Linked DNA regions of Sus scrofa: region 2 is linked to region 1. The links are chromatin contacts, called in public promoter capture Hi-C maps. All regions are on one chromosome and are shown on one strand. The core of a region is the stretch at or near the end of the contact, and the rest is flanking DNA. Distances in the headings are between cores, read along the strand shown.

The links. Promoter capture Hi-C pulls out the DNA fragments that hold promoters and counts their contacts.
Region 2: a promoter capture Hi-C map of fetal liver shows a contact between it and region 1, with 3 times the contacts expected there. The contact joins the promoter of KIAA1107 here to the promoter of RPAP2 in region 1. A contact is called at or near these places in 2 of 5 promoter capture datasets (fetal liver and liver) and 1 of 47 Hi-C or Micro-C datasets (heart right ventricle).

The regions. Positions count from the first base shown.
Region 1 is chr4:124,772,586-124,775,285 of Sscrofa11.1, reverse strand. It overlaps RPAP2 (putative RNA polymerase II subunit B1 CTD phosphatase RPAP2), which reads left to right and starts at 1,372. Exons shown (of 13, transcript XM_003125906.4): 1 at 1,372-1,524; 2 at 2,379-2,424. The coding sequence starts at 1,452. GLMN (glomulin) reads right to left here and starts at 1,329. Exons shown (of 19, transcript XM_021090232.1): 1 at 1,250-1,329; 2 at 314-389. The coding sequence starts at 352.
Region 2 is chr4:124,949,012-124,951,711 of Sscrofa11.1, reverse strand. KIAA1107 reads left to right here and starts at 1,292. Exons shown (of 17, transcript XM_021090241.1): 1 at 1,292-1,617. The coding sequence starts at 1,484.

The sequences.
Region 1 (2,700 bases), core at 123-2,622:
ATAAATTGCAGATAAGCATATGTATGAAAATTAGGATTAGCCTAATAAATAGTTTAATAAATCATCTTGAAATCCACTCTGCCAAAGAAATGTGTAAGGATCAGTATTAAAACTATAAATATTATTTCTCCAAATGACATCCTCTAATCTGTCTTCCTGCCTTCATGCTATTAGCTCATAGGTCAAAAAAAGCAGGATTACAGACGATTTACAATGTTAGTGACTGCTAATGTAATTAAATATAATCTGTGCCCTTCTTATATTTTGAAAGGTTAACTTCACCAAAAGAAAAAAAGAAGAAAAAATTACTTACACATCTCTTTATTATGGACTGAAGTTCCTCCACAGCCATTCCTTCTTATTTTTCGTAGTTTTGATGCTGAAATGTACTAATATGAGGTGTTAACCATCAGTAATACTATAGTGAAGTATTATTAAGTTGTTTCATTCTGATGAATAGTTAATAAATACAGTAAAGAAAATGGAAAGTTTTAAAGCTGAAATGTTTTTACTGAAAGTAGGTTAGCCTAAGAAAATAAAAATTAAAAAAAAAAAAAGAAAAACCCTTCCTGTTTCATCTTTACGTTTTCTTGGAGCATAATTTTGAACGTTAAACTCAAGGGAAAAAAATCCTCTAGTGCCATTTCAAGAGGCAGCGCAAATGTGGACTCTAATATTACAGTTTTTAAAAGGCAGACTTTTTTCCCAAAAGGTGGGCCTGAAAGCCGTTCTAATCATTACGGGATTTGTTTATTTTTTAATGGCCCCCTTGACAAACTGCACTGCAACACAACTCACCCGGAGGGAGTGAAAGGGGCGATGCCCTCCAGCTCAAGTGTGAGCGGGTCATTTGTCTGTTAATGACCCCCCCAGTATAATCAATCGAGCTGGTGAAATCGCTACAGCACACGGAGACAAGGCAGCGGCGGCCCTCCGGGGACAGCGCCCGGTTCCCGCAGGCCAGCGTTTCTCCCGGCGGGAAGGCGGGTCCCCAGCCCCGCAGTGGGGCGCGGGCGGGCCGGGACCTCACGGCAGCGCGCTCCAAGGCGGATAAAACCCCAGCGCGCGCAGGCGGCATCCGAGACGGCCATTTCTGCCGGCTCCTGCCTGCGTGGGCCTTCGGGCTCCAGACCTCGCGGGCGCGGGCGGCAGGTGACTCCCGGCCCTCGGCGGCTCGCCCCCGACCGCGAGGCCCGGCCGCCCCGGCCCCACGCCCTCCCGCCCGACGCCCCGCGGCGCGCTCACTCACCGCCGGGCCTCCGGCCACTCTCACCGCCCACCGCCTCCCGGCGCGCAGGCCGCCCTCCGGGCCCCGCCCCCGGCCGCCCTCCGGGCCCCGCCCCCGGCCGGCCCCGCCCCGCCCCGGCCGGCCCCGCCCCGCGCTGCGCGGCTGGAGGCGGAGCCTCGAGGGGGAGGCGCCGGGCAGGTTCCGACTCTCAGCGACGCTCCCCATGGCCGACGCCGTTCGGCCGCGCTCCGCCGGCCGCCGGGCCCGGGGTCCTCGCGCCTCCCGAAACGTCGCAGGTAAGGAAGCAGGGCCTGTTCCCAGGTTTGGAACTGAGAACTGGGTCCCGACGGGATTCCAGACTAAAGCGTGTGGGCGCTCGGGAAAGGCCGCCCCAGAGCAGGTCTCGGGGCGGAGGAGGCCGAGCGCTTCCCACCGCCGAGCCCTCGCCCCAGGGGGAAGGCCTTGGGCCGGACCCCACCTCTGCGCACCGGCCGTCCAGGGTTTCTCCTGGGATGGGCTGGGAGCCAGTCTCCCAGGGAACGGGCAGTAGGGAGGTCCTGGGAGTCTGGAGCTGGGGTCCAGAGCGGGCCGCGGACCAGGCCAGCGTCCGCAGGCGGCAGGGAACCTACCACTGGCCCTCCTTGCAGGTGTGCTGCTGCTTTGGTGCCCCAGTTCTCTGGGGTGTCACACTCCCCCCCTTCACCTGGGAACGAACATTTAGGGGAGCAAGAGAGGTCGCCCCCTGAAGTACCCAGAACTCAGACTTTGAGGAGTGGTTAATTAACGCGACAGTGATAGAAGAGATACGGGTTTTTTGGCTGCCCCTCGGCACGTGGAGTTTGGGGCCGGGGTCCTTCACCCACTGTGCTGGGCCCGGAATCGAACCTGCGTCCCAGCGCTCCCAAGACGCCGCTCTCCTCGTTGGTCTGCAGCGGGAACTCCAAGAGATACATTTTAAGCAAGAAAAAGAATTAGTTTGCAAACCCAAATTGAATCCCCTTCCCATTTCGTTAGATTTACACACAGGATTGGAAATGAACTATGTGGAAAAGAAGAAAAGATGGTTTGCAGGTTATTTGAGTAAGAATCTCACCTGTAACCAGGTGAGTTGGTGTAGACTTGACCTGTTTTTTGTTTCTTTTAATTGTAGGCACTAAACGGACAAGTGCCTTGCAACAAGAAGATGCTTCTCAAAGGTAGGAGAACTACTCAGCTGCTTTCACTTCTCTGTGAATTGCCCGTTAATTGAACCATTTTAAAAAACAATGATGAGTGCTGCCTCAGAGGAGGTGATTGTGAGAGAAGAGGTAGATGTGGGAAGTACTGTAAATTCTAACAGCGACTGTTGCTGCCCGGACTCCACGCTTTAGGAAAACTAAATGGACACTTTGAGGTTGCTGGTGGAAAGGTGTCCATAGGAATAACCTGAATGAACCAGGTACTTTTTTCCCAGCCCTTGTGATACTCTCTCC
Region 2 (2,700 bases), core at 43-2,542, 180 kb before region 1:
CCATAGTAGAACCTACCTAAATGGTGGTTATGAGGATTGAGTTAATACTTAGAAAGCAGGTAGATCAGTTTTCTCGCCTAAAAAAACTCTCAATAAATATTAACTCGTGTTATTTCTGACATTCCTCTATTCTACAGGATTAATTAAGAATCAGTTATCCATCATATTTTTTAGAATTAAGGTGTCTGAGAAATTGAGGTCATTATTTGGAGAAATGGCTACTCTTGGCCAATCTTAGGGTACAAGATCCACATATTTTCCAAGCAATTAGCACGTGTTTGTTTCCTTGTGCAGAGCTTCTGAATGAAGCCGAGTAACCGAGCCTTCTTCCTTTGGAAGAAGTCATCAAATACAAAAATACCAAAAGACTTTTAAAGTGATTTTTCTCCATCTCTTTTCTTCATGTTAACATATTCGAAATTCTATGGCTCATCAATCCACCCACTTTCCTGCTCAATTGAAGGCTCTGCCCGTACAATCCAACTTCCTTTCTTCCTCCTCATAAATTTTATAGCTTTATATGCAAGCTCTGGAGTATCATTGACACTTCTCAGCTAAAGTTCAGGACCAGTTCCTGGATTAGAAGGAGAAGGAATCTTTTAGATGCTGTATACACCCTTTGCAGGGGACTTAGGAGTGTTGTGACCTCTGCTGATTTTTACGAAGTTCTTCCCCATTCCTCACAATCCCAATTTTTTCTTTCTTTTTTTTTTTTTTTTTTTTTTTTTTTTTTTTTTTGGTCTTTTATTCAGGCTCGCACCTGTGGATACGGAAGTTCCCAGGACCGGGATGGAACGCAAGCTGCAGCTCCCGGCCTACACCACAGCCAAACAGGGCGGGATCCAAGGGGTGTCTTGACTTAAGCGGCAGCTCATGGCAACCCGGGATCCTTAACCCACTGAGCGATGCCAGCGATGGAATCCCGGGCCTCCTGGATGCTCGTGGGATTAGGTGGTGCTGAGCCACAGTGGGAACTCCCACAATCCCAATTTTTCTTGCCCAAAGCAAGTTAAGGAGAGAGTGTGACACGTCTAGGGCACCTGTCTCTCTGGGGAAGAAAAGCGCTGGCATCCCAGGACGACAAGGTGTGGGAAGGCTGCACAGGTGGAGCTGAACTAGGCTCTCAATGAAGCATAAGTGGAGATGAGCGCTCAGCCAGAGGGCCCCGGATCCAGAGCCGACCCGGCGGGTCCCAGCGGGCAGCTCGCTCCCCGGGCGGCAGGGGGCGGAGCGCCTGCGGCGGAGGTAAACAGAGCCAGCACGCCTGCGCACCGCCGCCGGGTCACGTGGGCGCGGGCCGGCCCCCGAGCTTCCCCGGGGCTGCGGGCCGGCGGCTGCGGAGGGCCGGCCACCCCCTGGCGGGAGGCGAGGGGGCGGGTTCGGGTTGGAGCCGAGCGTCCGGTCGGAAACGCCCCCTCGTCCCAGAGGCGGGGAAGGGCGGCCGGGCGCGGGGCCCCGCGGGCGCCGCCGCGCCGGGTGGGACATGGCCCGCTGTGGGGAGGGTGGCGCGGCCCCCGTGGTGCCCCCGGGGTCCCCCGGAGTTGGCAGGAAGGGGCCCTGCGAGCGGCGCCGGCTGAAGGCGGCGGTGGCGGAGCAGCTCAGCCAGGACCTGCTCAGGTAGGAGGAGGCGGGAACTCCGGGGCCGCAGGCGCCCACCTCCGCCCCAGAAGCTGCGGCTCCCGCGCCGCTTCTCCATCCCTCCCCTTCCCCCGATTCCTCCCAGCAAAGCGGGCTCGCTCGCCCCGTGTCACCGACCCGGGGCACCTCGGAGAGCACACACCGGATTCACAAAGACAGCGGGCACGCCTCTCTAGCTCTGTGCAGCACCGGCGTTTGCCAGAACACTCCATCGCGGGCAGGCTTGGGTCTTGGAAGACTTTCGCTCCTGTCGAGATGGATTCAGGTTTCGTGGTCTTGAAACGTACACAGTTGTTAAACACAACTAAGAAACATGGTAAAAGTAGAAGAGGGAGTGAATGTCTGCTTAGAATGAGTGAAAAATGAACAAATTCCTGGAACGTTGGAGGTCTCTGCTGAGCTCTCTTTGAACGATTTAGCAGGAGTGCCTACATGGAAATCTTTGCTGATTGCAACCTGGCTTCCCCTCTCCTAGACTCCTCCGCCACCCCCAGCAGCCACAGCAACTCCCAGCTCCCATGAGGACTCGGGCAAATGGAGGGTTGTTGTGAAGTTTAACTCAAAATTGTGGTGAATAAAATGAAGCTTAGGAATATTCCCTAGCTGGTTTCCATTTCCACCAAAATATTGGCACTTGAACTTTAGGGTTCATCAGAATCAGGAAGAGGGCTTAGGTTTCCTGGGGCCCAGAGGACAGTTTTGATAACAGCTAGTCTGAGATGGGGCCTGAGATGTTTGCATTTCTGGCAGGGGCCCAGGGGATGCTGATGCTGCTGGCCTGGGTCACCCTTTGAGGACTACTGAACTCATGTAAACATAATGACACTTCATCACTAAGGGTTATGCAGTATTCCACCTTTAGAAAGTGCTTAGTGTTCCCCACCCTTAAGGCTCCAGCAGCTGTAAACTGAACTTTATAAAGTAAAAAAAAAAAAAAATTCCTTTTACTTTGAGCCTATCTGTCAATGAGAGAGTCTGCTTTGTGTCCTCCACTGTGGAATTGACGTAAAAAAATAAGTGAGGTTCTGTTTCTAGGATGAGTCTCTAAGGATGAGACGCTCC